2 separate regions of the Sus scrofa genome follow, and region 2 is linked to region 1. The links are chromatin contacts, called in public Hi-C maps. All regions are on one chromosome and are shown on one strand. The core of a region is the stretch at or near the end of the contact, and the rest is flanking DNA. Distances in the headings are between cores, read along the strand shown. Region 1 has its middle 24 kb from the start of ITM2C. Region 2 has its middle 6.3 kb from the start of SPATA3.

What was found. Hi-C and Micro-C count contacts between places; a contact is called where the count stands out from the background.
Region 2: a Hi-C map of retroperitoneal adipose tissue shows a contact between it and region 1, with 2.0 times the contacts expected there. The contact joins two enhancer-like sites. A contact is called at or near these places in 1 of 5 promoter capture datasets (fetal skeletal muscle), 24 of 47 Hi-C or Micro-C datasets (adipocytes, alveolar macrophages, blood and 15 more) and 1 of 2 datasets of contacts at active chromatin or transcription factors (alveolar macrophages).

What each region holds. Positions count from the first base shown.
Region 1 is chr15:131,588,062-131,593,590 of Sscrofa11.1, reverse strand. No RefSeq gene overlaps it. Among named protein-coding and RNA genes, the nearest start is that of ITM2C, 24 kb to the left of the region's middle. Within about 2 kb of position 1,425, at least 18 of the 83 cell types and tissues checked have an H3K27ac peak or open chromatin away from gene starts, as enhancers often do. A contact at or near this core is called in retroperitoneal adipose tissue and undifferentiated spermatogonia, where this site is marked.
Region 2 is chr15:131,734,272-131,740,261 of Sscrofa11.1, reverse strand. No RefSeq gene overlaps it. Among named protein-coding and RNA genes, the nearest start is that of SPATA3, 6.3 kb to the left of the region's middle. Within about 2 kb of position 2,126, at least 12 of the 83 cell types and tissues checked have an H3K27ac peak or open chromatin away from gene starts, as enhancers often do. A contact at or near this core is called in retroperitoneal adipose tissue and undifferentiated spermatogonia, where this site is marked.

The DNA of each region.
Region 1 (5,529 bases), core at 176-2,675:
GAGATGAAGGAGAGAGGAAATGCATGTTCCTGCATTTTCACTTAAACTCCCATATGAACTTGACTTTGTGTTTTACACATTTTCAACATAGAGTAATATTTAAATTGACAGATCTTTTCACTGAGCGTTATTAAACCTCTGACCTTCACAAGTGCAGGTCTGGTGTTATGGATTATACCTGTGTGTCGCCCCCAAATTCATATGTTGAAGTCCTAGCCCCCAGTGTGACGGTGTTAGGAGGTGGGGGGGGTCCTTGGGGGGTGACTAGGTCATGAGGTGGAGTGTTCCCCAGTGGGATCAGTGCCCTTATAAAGGAGACCCAGAGAGCTCCTTCCCTGGCTTTCTGCGCGTCCGGATCCAGGGAGGGAGGGGACTTTCAGTAGTAAGAGGGCGCTCACCAGAACTCACCTGCTGGCATCCTGAGCTCAGACTTCCAGCCTCCAGAACTGTGAGAAATGCTATCTGTGAGCCACCCCGTCTCTAGAATTTTGTTATAACAGCCTGAACGGACCAAGACATCTGGGTCAAAGTCCAACATCCTACATGAGGGAAAAAGGATTTTCAGCCATACTGGCCCCAGTGGGCTTCCCCTCCACGTCAGGAAGCAGTCACTTTGGGGGGGTGTCCCTTGAACAGCCCACTCCCCTGTCCCACTGCCTGCTCCTGCTGTGCCTTGAACGCCTCCTGCAGCGGCTGGCAGGCTTCCTTTCCTAGAGTGGCGTTTGGACACATGGGACAGGAACCCCGGGGTGTGGCTGGATCGAACAAGGGTGAGTTCTTCTCACATCCGGGGTGGGATGTCCCGGCCTGGTCCGTGTCAGGAAGACACCAAGGATTCCGGATCTTTATCTCCTGCTCACCAATCTTCGAGCTGGGTGCTGTGCTCATGGGCCGAGGGGCTGACACGCGGGGAGCGGACGGATCCCATTCCCAGCTGCTTCCGGCTGCGTCTTGTGAGCGGCCCAGTGAACCTGGGACAGCAGGAGCAGCGGCCGGCGCTCGCGTGCTTCCCCGGGCCCAGCCCTGGTCCCCTCTGTGGTGCACCCACGCGGGCTGGTGCGGGAACCGTGCTCCCTCTCAGGCCTGTCTGCCTGCATCTCAGCAGGAAGGAGATTGCTGCCCCCGTGGCAGCGCGGGAAGCTGCTACCAGTCAGACTCAAAACCACCAGCCGTGCCAGCTGGGGAATGTCCTCCAAGTGGTGGGGGCACGTGGCCCTCGCGGACGGCAGGGAGGGCTGTCCCCATCGCCAGAGCCTGGGTCATCTTTAAGGCCGGTTCGTAGTTGCTCCAGCACAAGCTGTCAGCTTCGAGACCCAGGAGACCTCAAGTTCCCAGGGTGGGTGGGCAGCTGTCTCCCTCTTCAGCACGTCTGGGCACCCAGGCCCCACCGGCGGGGGCGGCAGCGGGGTTCTGTTTATTCCTCGGGTCAGAGAGAGGCGGCCGCAGGGTGTTTGCGGGGCGTCCAACAAAAGCGCTCCTTCCCCGGGGCGCTTGGCTGCCATCTGCTGGAGAACCGTTGCCATAACTCGATTAACCTGGCGAGCATCCGGATGGGAACGGCGCCCCCTAGAAATGTGCGGGTCCTGCCGCCCGGGGCGGGGGATGTAGCTCTCGCTGAGCCTCGAGGGAGGGCTGAGGACATAAAGGTGAGTGACAGCCTCCACTCGATTCCTGATCCGGAGAAGCTTCTGATTGGAGGGGATGCAGATGAGCTGTCACGGCGAGGGGCTGGCAACACACTGTGGCGCCCAGGATGGCTCTTCCGCTGAGCCCGGACCCGCGCCCTCTCTGGCTGGCCGTGCTGATGCCCCTCTGGGAGCTGGGTCCAGGCCTAACTCAGTCCTCTGGCCCCTGAGGCTGGTCCATTCCGCCGCCCAAGGCCCCAGGCCTCTCTAGTGGCCACAGCCTCCAGGGGTGGCCTCAATGAGCTTTCAGAGACCCCAGCCCCAGCCCCAGCCCCAGCCAGGCCCGGGCCCCTGCCTTCCCTTATCCTCAAACCCGAACACCTGCTGGTGCTTCTCTTCTTTACTCACTTGCCCGGCTAGGCCTCCCTGCAGCCCTTTCTGCCGCCAGCCCCAGGAGCTGGGTAACCTACACTTGGTTCTCAGCACCTGCAGCTGTCACCTGCCCTCTCTTGCTCCTCCAGGTGTGGTCCTGGGGCCCCAAGACCCTGGGAGCTTCTTAAAAGCAGAATCTCAGGCGCCACTCCAGACACTCTGGATCAGAATGAGCTTTTTATCTAGAACTGCACCTCCCCACCCCCAACCCCCTTCCCCACAAGCCAGGGTGGCACATTCATGGCAGGTTGGCAAGCTTCTCTGAGCCCTGCCTCAGAGTTCCTGTGACCTGTGAGGAAGGCGGCAGACAAACTGCCTCTTCTGCTGGGGGTTTAGTATAAACCGTAGGTTGGTCAAAGTGGGTGAGAGTCTGAGACCCCTTTTGCCATTGCTGCCTTCTCCCATCTGCTGCGGACAATTTTGGAGGAAGGCAGGCACGTAGAAGAGGATGCAGAGTAAGACTGAAGAAAAGAGATGCTGCCTGCCGGGTACACTTTTGGCTCTGCTTCTGACTGCTCTGTGGCCTTGGCTGAGTGGCTTAACCTCTCTGTGCCTCCATGGCCTCATCTATAAAATCAGGATACCAGAGGGCCTATATCCATGTGAGTGTTGTAAGGATTAAGTCAGCCCTTGTAAAACCCTTGATAATCACTCAGTCAATATTAATGAGGATTTTTGACAGTTAACAAAGAACCTTGAATGAATCTCTTGACACGGGTGCTTTACGAAGACTTAGATGGAGACAAGAAATATTTATCTGCCAGTTACCACAAAAATAAATTAAATCGATACTTACTCTGTGCTGCATCAGCATACACTTGAATTTCTATTTCCTAAGAAGGGCAACAAGCTTTCTCATAATTTTACAAGGCTTGTTATAATCATTCCAAGGATTTTGGACGCGAAACCTTGAGACTAAAGCATTGAAGCAGAACCAACAGGCTTCACTGTCGGCTGGATGGGTGGAGGAGGTGAGAGACAAGGTAAAGAATCAGGGTAGTTCCCATCGTGGCGCAACTGAAATGAATCCCACTAGGAATCATAAGGTTGCGGGTTCGATCCCTGGCCTCGCTCAGAGGGTTAAGGATCCGGCGTTGCTGTGAGCTGTGGTGTAGGTCACAGACATGGCTCGGATCCTGTGTGGCTGTGGTGTAGGCCAGCAGCTAAAGCTCCGATTTGACCCCAGCCTTGGAACTTCCATATGCTGTGGGTGCAGCTCTGAAAAGCAAAATAAGTAAAATAAAAAAAAAATAAAATAAAAAATCATTGCAATTCTCACTTAAAAAAAGAAAAAAAAAAAAAAAAAAAGGTAAGGAATCAGGGATGACTGGGGCTATTTTTTGGCTGTGTCCATGGCATGTGGAAGTTCCTGGGCCAGGGATCGAATGTGAGCCACAGCAGTGACCCAAGCCTTGGCAGCAACAACATCAGATCCTTAAACCACTGCACCACAAGAGAACTCCTGATTAGGACGATTGTTGAGCAACCAGAGCCCAGAGTCAGGGGGTTAGGGGTGGGGAGTGGGCCTGCGTGAGTTTAGGTTTGGACTTGGGGCATCTGGGGTTGCTGTTGGACAACCTCGTGCAGCAGCAAAGATGCTATGTGTCTCCTCGAATCCTGAGAACTTGAGTGGCCCCTGCAGTCAGCCACACCTCCCGGTGTATCCCCCACCCCCACCCCAGCCTTTTTTTTTTTTTTTTTTTTTTGCTTTTTTTTTAGGGCCACACCCTCAGCATATGGAAGTTTCCAGGCTAGGGGTTGAATCAGAGCTATAGCTGCCAGCCTACACCACAGCCACAGCAATCCAGGATTCCAGACCTGATGATGGAGGCCAGGGATTGAACCTACATCCTCATGGATACTAGTCGGGTTCCTTACCGCTGCGCCACAAAGGGAACTCCCCCTACCATTTTTTAAAGTCAGTTATTTTGCTTCCACCATTTTATTATGAAATGTTGTGAGCACACAGGAAATTGAAAGGATTTGCCAGGGGAAAATGGGAGAGGAGAGACAAAGCTCCCATGCAGAAAAATTCCAAGTTATACATGTAGATACTTGCTCTTTTTTTTTTTCTTTTTTTTTTTTTTTGGTCTTTTTGCCATTTTCTTGGGCCGCACCCTCGGCATATGGGAGGTTCCCAGGCTAGCGGTCTAATCGGAGCTGTAGCCGCTGGCCTACGCCACAGCCACAGCAACGCCGGATCCTTAACCCACTGAGCGAGGCCAGGGATCGAACCCGCAACCTCATGGTTCCCGGTCGGATTCGTTAACCACTGAGCCACAACGGGAACTCCAGATTCCTGCTCTTAAGGAGACGAAGCCTAAGCCCCATGAGTGGTTTGCGCTACTCACAGGGACTCCTTCCTAAGAGGACAGAACCGAAAGAGGGAAGATGAAAGAGCGGCTTTACAGTGGGGAAACCTGACAACACTACCTCAGCCAGGTGATCAAGGTCAAGGTTGACAGGGCTGTGTCCTGTGGTGGCGTATGTCCCTGATGTGGTGTGAGGATGGTGGCTGGCAATCGTGTGGTCTTCCTCCTCTAAGCCCATCCTCTCGTTAGAATCACGAGGAAAACATGAGACAAATCTCACTATGGGAGATTCTACAAAATGCCTGACCAGTACTCCTCAAAACTGTCATCAAAAACAAAGAAAGGGAGTTCCCGTCATGGCGCAGTGGTTAATGAGTCCCACTAGGAACCATGAGTTTGCGGGTTCGATCCCTGGCCTCGCTCAGTGGGTTAAGGATCCGGCGTTGCTGTGGATGTGGTGTAGGCCGGTGGCTACGGCTCCGATTAGACCCCTAGCCTGGGAATCTCCATATGCCGCGGAAGCGGCCCTAGAAAAGGCAAAAAGACCAAAAAAAACCAAAAAACCAAAAAAACAAAAACCAAAAAACCAAAAAAAAAAAAAAAAAAAAAAAACGAGGGAAGTCTGAGAGCTCGCACAGCCCAGAGGAGCCTGTGGAGACATGAGGCCTAAGTGCCATGTGGGATCCTGGGTGGGATCCTGGCAATAGAAAGAGGACATCTACATAAACTATGGACTTGAGTTAATGATAACACATATTTGGGAGTTCCTGTTGCGGCTCAGTGGAAATGAATCTGACTAGTATCTATGAGGATGTACGTTCGATCCCTGGCCTCGCTCAGTGGGTTGGGGATCTGGTGTTGCTGAGAGCTGTGGTGTAGGTCCCAGAGGAGGCTCGGATCTGGCATGGCTGTGGCTGTGGTGTAGGCCAGCAGCTGTAGCTCCAATTCGACCCCTAGCCTGGGAACCTCCATGTGCAGCGGGTGCGGCCCTACAAAGACAAAACAACAACAAAAACACCCCCAAACATATTAATAGTCATTGGGACAGATATCCCTACACCCCATACTAACTTAAGATGGCAGAGAAGCCTGGTGTGGATATAGAGAAACTCTTTGTACTATCGTTACAATTTTATTCCTGTAAAACTAAAACGTAAAGT
Region 2 (5,990 bases), core at 877-3,376, 150 kb before region 1:
TTTGCTTGAGGATCCTGGTTGGAACAGTCCCCAGGCAAGAGCCTTTCCTAAGCAGGCATGCCAGCCATGGGGTCCCCTTGTTGACTCTTTAGGAGAGAGAGAAGAATGAGTCTAAAGGGATGCAAAATTCGGCAGTCAGGGTGAGGTCCTGACCAAAAAGTCCCTGACCCTCTGGATGCACCCTGGGCACCCAGAACAAGCCTGTCACTGCTCGTCCTGAAACTAGGATCTTAGAGCTGGGTGGCACCACAGATACCAACTGGCCCTTCACCTCCACATGTCAGGAGGGCAGCTAATCGGAAGAGAGGACATCTTGCTCTGGTGGCCTACAGAAGGGTGGCAGAGCCTCCAGTAACCGGGCTTTGGACCACTGCGCCCAGAGTATGCCCTTCCACTCTACCCCTGCCCCACGGAGGGGCTCTGGGAGACAGAGGCACTTGGAGCCCGTTTAAGAGCCCACCGCTGGGGCCCTCAAGCCCACAGAGTAACCTGCTGGGGCCACAGGCCTGGATCCCCTGATGGGAAAGATCTCAAGGGCTGCGGATAAGCACCTGACCACCAGTGGCTGCTCTAACCCAGCGTCTTCCTTAGAGGGTTGTTGTGAGGATACGTCTGGAAAAGCCCTTAGAGCAGCGTCTGGCTCGGGGGAGGCATGCGTTTTTTATTGCAGTTGTGATCCCTTGGAGGAGAAGACTAAAGAACCAAGCAAGGAGGAGGGGATGTGGCGAGGAGGGAACGGGCTCCCAAACTGCAAACTCCCAAATCCTTACTTTAGAAAGGCTTGATTATTAGGGGCAGTGGTCAAAGGGAAGGGAGTCGGGTCGGTAGGTGGGAGGTTTCAATACAAATTAATTAGCACATTTTGGGCCCGAGAGACACCTGGGGTGAGTCTAGGTCATCTTTACCCCCAACGGTGTAAGTGGAGGAGTGAGGACAGGGGACCGTGACATAGAGCATTTGTCCACTACTTGGGACCAGCGGGGTCAGGAGACTCCCTCCGTATTTAAAGTTTCCCACCCGGGGACACGCGGGGGCAACCTGGCGTTCCCACCCCCCGCCCTCGGGCCCCTCACCATCCGTCTGAGTCGCCCGATCCACGAGGGGGACGCAACCCCGTGCCGCGACCTTGCGCGCTCCGCAGGTGGCGCGCTGGATGTCCAGGGCGCCCTCCCGGCAGCTGGGGCGGAACACGGCCGTGTGCACCTCCACCGCGGGGCTGTGCGGGGCGAAGGCGCCGCACAGCAGGGCCTCCATACGGCGCCGCGCCTCCGCCTCCTCGTCGTGCCGTGGCTGCACGATGATCCCGACGAGCGCGACGGGCGGGCGGCGGTCCCGGGCGCGCACTTGCTGCAGGAGCAGCTGCAGCCGCGGCAGCTGCGAGCGCAGCGCGGACGCGCGGCACAGCACCAGGAGCAGCCGCGCGCGGGGCCCGGCCGACGTCCGCGGCTGCCTGGGGTTCTGGCAGTCGGACCCCGAGTCCTCCGCCGACTCGGAGCCCGAGGTCCCTGCCGCAGCCGGAGCCGGAGCCGCCTCGCACTTGCAGTCCCGCGGGTCCCTGGTCTTGCTGTGCTCCTGCGTGCAGCGCTGGGACTTGGCGGCCGGGCAGTCGGCGCATCTCCACGAGCTGTCTCGGGAGCGCTTGGGCTGCCGCCTGGAGCAGTTACTGGAGCTGCTGTGGCCGCTCGTGGCTCGAGTGGACGAGGGTCGGGCCGGCCGACCGGTCATGTCCTGCTCCAGAACGTTCTGCAGGGTTACGCAGCACTCATCCTGCTTCCAGAGCTCGCTCAGCAGCACTACCTGGCCGTGGCCCTCGATGGCCTGGACAGGCGCCTCTTGCTGAGGCTCGGCCTTCCCCTCCCCCGGGGCTCCGGAGGGCTGAGCCCCAGGCTCCATGTCCGGTCCGGCTCCCTTGTCCCTCTGGGCCCAGTCCTCCGATGGCCAAGGGAAATGCTGCCCTTCCCTGGAGCATGTCACAATACCCCTGGCGCCCTACCTCTTCCTGTCGTGACCAAGGGTCTCTGCCCGCTATTCCTTGGAAATTTTCCCATTTAGGCAGGTTGCTGCTGGGCGCCTGTGTAGTGCCGGCTGTGATTAGTTTCACTATCGTTTCGTATGTCTTTGGTGTCAAAAGCACAATCCCTTTATCCCATGGGTGGGCCGTTATGCCCAAGTCTCCAAATAAAATGGGTTTTTGTGCATTCGGGACGTTTAAAAAGCAGTAGACTGCACTTGGACGATTTGAAAAGCAGTGAGCAGCAGAGAGACTGGTTCTAGGTGACGGCACCCTAGTAGGCAGGTGGTACCCTGGCTCAGCCTGGCTGCTCCCTGAGTGATCTGGGAGTCGGAGTCCTGGGCTAGTATAGACTAATGGAGCTGCAAGAGATGGTTGGGGGTCCTCCAGTTCGTTTTCTATGGCTGTGCATTTGAAAAACACAGTCTTTCCTGCCTGTATTTCTCTTTTATGTCTCACATGGAACACTTCACTGCTGACAGTTCCGGGACCAAATATATGGTGTCCCCTCCATCCCCCCCGAAATTCTGTGTCCTACAGTTTTACTCAATTCTGCACTATCTAAAGAAAGTGTCAGGTCCCACAGGTTAAGGGCAATGTCCCTCAAGACTGCCCTCTGCTTCTCCCAGGCTGATCCCAAGTGCAGGTTGTCACCTGTGCTTCTGACTGATCAGCTGTAAATAGGAGATCCCCATGATCCCCTCTTCTGATTTGATTAATTTGCTAGAGCGGTTCACAGAACTCAGGAGAACACTTTACTTACTGCTCAGCGGTTTATTACAAAGGGATATGATGCAGGATACAGGTGAACATCCCGCTGGAAGGGAGGTAGTGGGCCAGGTATGTGGGGAGGGCTGTGGAGCTTCCATGCCCTGTGCAGGTGCATCAGTCTCCCTGCCCTTGTGTTTACCAGCCTGGAAGCGCTCCACACCCCCATACCACTGGGGGTTTGGGGGAGGCCTCCTTACACAGGCAAGACCAATTATTATTTCCATTTCCAGCACCTCTGCCCTCCTTTCTGTAGAATGTTCAATTATTAACTCCATTTCCAGACCCTCTGCCCTCTCTAGAGAATGGGCGGAGGGAGCTGGAAAATCCAAGCTTCTAATCATGGCTGGTCTTTCTGGTGACAAGCTCCCATCCAGGAGCCCACCCAGAGTGGTCTCCTTAGAACCAAAGACGCTTCTATCACCCAGGAAATTCCAAGGGCTCTAGAAGCGCAGACCCAGGAACCAGGGTCAAAGACCAAATAATAGAACAAAAGATGCTCTTAGTGCTCGTATCACTTAGGAAATTACAAGGGGCTCAGCAGCTCTGTGCCGAGAACCATGGAAGATATATTAATATAATCAATATAATATACTAAAGATTTAATATTTTAATATTATTAAGTATTAACAACACCAACTATTTATTATTATTAATATTATTGATATTAATATTTAATATATATATTTAAAATATATTTCCTCTAATAACTCACCAGACACCAGAGTTCTGTTAAAGTGCCAAGAAGGATCTTCAGGAAAACAAACTAAAACAAAAAGACATGAAAGCTCCTTCCCTTCCTGGCACATGAGGTGAGCAAAAAGCCCTGGGGAGGGAGGACAGGGGTCCCCGGGGTTGTCCTGGGAGCTCCAGTGACTGGAACTCAATGGCGGGGAAATTTTTTTCTTTTGTTAATGAAAAAGAAAAAAGGACTTTACCAGGTGGTTTAAAACTATCCTGAAAAATATAAAAATCCAAGACTCTGAAAAAGCAAGCTGCTCACCAGAAAAGCCTAAGCTGGAATCCCACTGAATGCTCCTGGAGCCCCAGGCCAGCGACCCTTGAAAGACCGGGTAAAGGCAGCAGGCCCCAGCAGCTTTGCAGCAGCAGGTTGGATGGTATTGGGGGACTCCTTCTTCCTCTGTCCTGGCTTTTCAGCCTTGGCCCCAAGAGACCCAGCTCACCCTCCATCTGGGAGGTGTTGCAGAGAACTGCAATGGTCAGTCAGGAATTCACTGGATGGCCTTTCTCTAGGATGCTTGGTCACTGTATTTTAAAATGATGCTTAAAAACAAACAAACAAAAACTTTCCCATTATGGCTCAGCAGGTTACAAACCCGACTAGTATCCATGACGATGTGGGTTTGATCCCTGGCCTCGCTCAGGGGGTTAAGGATCCAGAGTTGCTGTGGTTGTGATGTAGGGCGGCAGCTGCAGCTCAGATTCAGCCCCTGGCCTGGGAATTTCCATATGCTGAGGGTGCAGTCCTTAAAAAAAAATAATAAATGCTAATTTCATTTAGGATGAATCAGAGCTGCCAAACCCACCACACGGATGGACCTCAAGGTTTAGAATACTGTGGGAGGTAGAAGTCCTGACCTGGGCCTGGGCTTGATCTGTGCTTTTTATCTTTTTTTTTTTTTTTTCTTTTATGGTCACACCTGTGGCATATGGAAGTTCCCAGGCCAGTGGTTGGACTGGAGCTGCAGCTGTGGTCTACACCACAGCCATAGTGACACAGGATCTGAGCCGCATCTGCAGTCTATGCCACAGCTTAACCCACTGAGTGAGGCCAGGGATTGAACCCGAATCCTCACGGACACTATGTTGGGTTCTTAACCTGCTGAGCCACAATGGGAACTCCCTAAAAGAATTTAGATGGGGGACTTGAACCAGAAAGAGAACTATTACCAGAGATAACTTAAAAAAATCTGAGACTTACCTGCATGGCAGGGCAAACATCTGATTGCCAACCTTCTGCTCTTATCTTCCTGTGATTGGCCCTCCTCCTCTTTGGAGCCCCAGGTCCCCATGGCTTTCCTTAGCTCAGGATAGTATATAAGCCTCAGTTGCCTGACTGCATTTGAGTCTCATCTTTTTTTATGGGGGCTCCTGCATGTACAAAATTAATTTTTCTCCTGTTACTCTGTATTATGTCAATTTTCTTATGAGGGCAACCAAAGAACCTACAACTTTAAACTCTTTCATGGTTGCTCTGATGATGTAACACAGCCATCCAAAGATACATTGCCACAGAAATAACAAGTATTTCTTCTGAGGTGAGTGATCCAGGGGTGGTGGGGAGGCTCTACCACCCTCAACAGGTGGCTTCCTGTGGTTAAAGAATCTGGTGTTGATCTCAGGTGTTGATCCTTTGGTTAAAGGATCCCTGGCCTGGGAACGCCATATGCTGTGAGGCGGCCAAAAAAAGAGAAAAATAAATAAATAACTAAAAATCAAATTGTAGCTTTTGTTTTGCACTCTTGGATCACTCTGTCTAGAGAGAGCTGGCTGCCATGTTGTGAGGACACTCAAGCAGCCCTCTGGAGGGGCCCAGAGGCCAGGAACTGAGGCCTCCTGCCCACAGCCACCGAGCAAGTTGTCTTGGAAACTTTCAGCCCCACCCAGTCTTTCAGATGATTGGAGCCTGGGCTGGTATCTTGACTGCACATTTACAAAGGGCCCTGCATGAGACCATTCCGCTAAGCTACCTACAAATTTCTGATCCTCAGATGGGATGTGAGATGATATTTTATGCCACTAAGCTTTGGGGTAATTTTTTACCCAGCAATTAGATGACTGCGATAATCACCATCCTCAATCCCTGTTCCAACCAGAAAACCTTAGGAACTTTTCTTCATAAGCAAATGGACTCTTGGAGGTTATATAATTATTCTAGGTCTGCTGTAGTGCCCACATCCTTTTCCAGGCAACCTCTGAATGTGTTAGGTTACTTGGTAAAGGTGAATTAAGGCTTCAGATGGAATTCCAAGTGTGAATCCTTGATCTTGAAATAGGGAGATTATCCTGGATTAGTCCAAGCAGGCCCAGTAGAGCCACAAGGGTCCTTAAAAGAAAGGCAAGAGGGTAAGTCAGAGGGAGATGTGATTATAGAAGATACCAGTCTTGGCTTAAGGATGGAAGAAGGGGGCCATGAGCCAAGGAATGTAGGCCTTCTTCAGAAGCTGTTTAAAAGGCAAGGACATTGGCC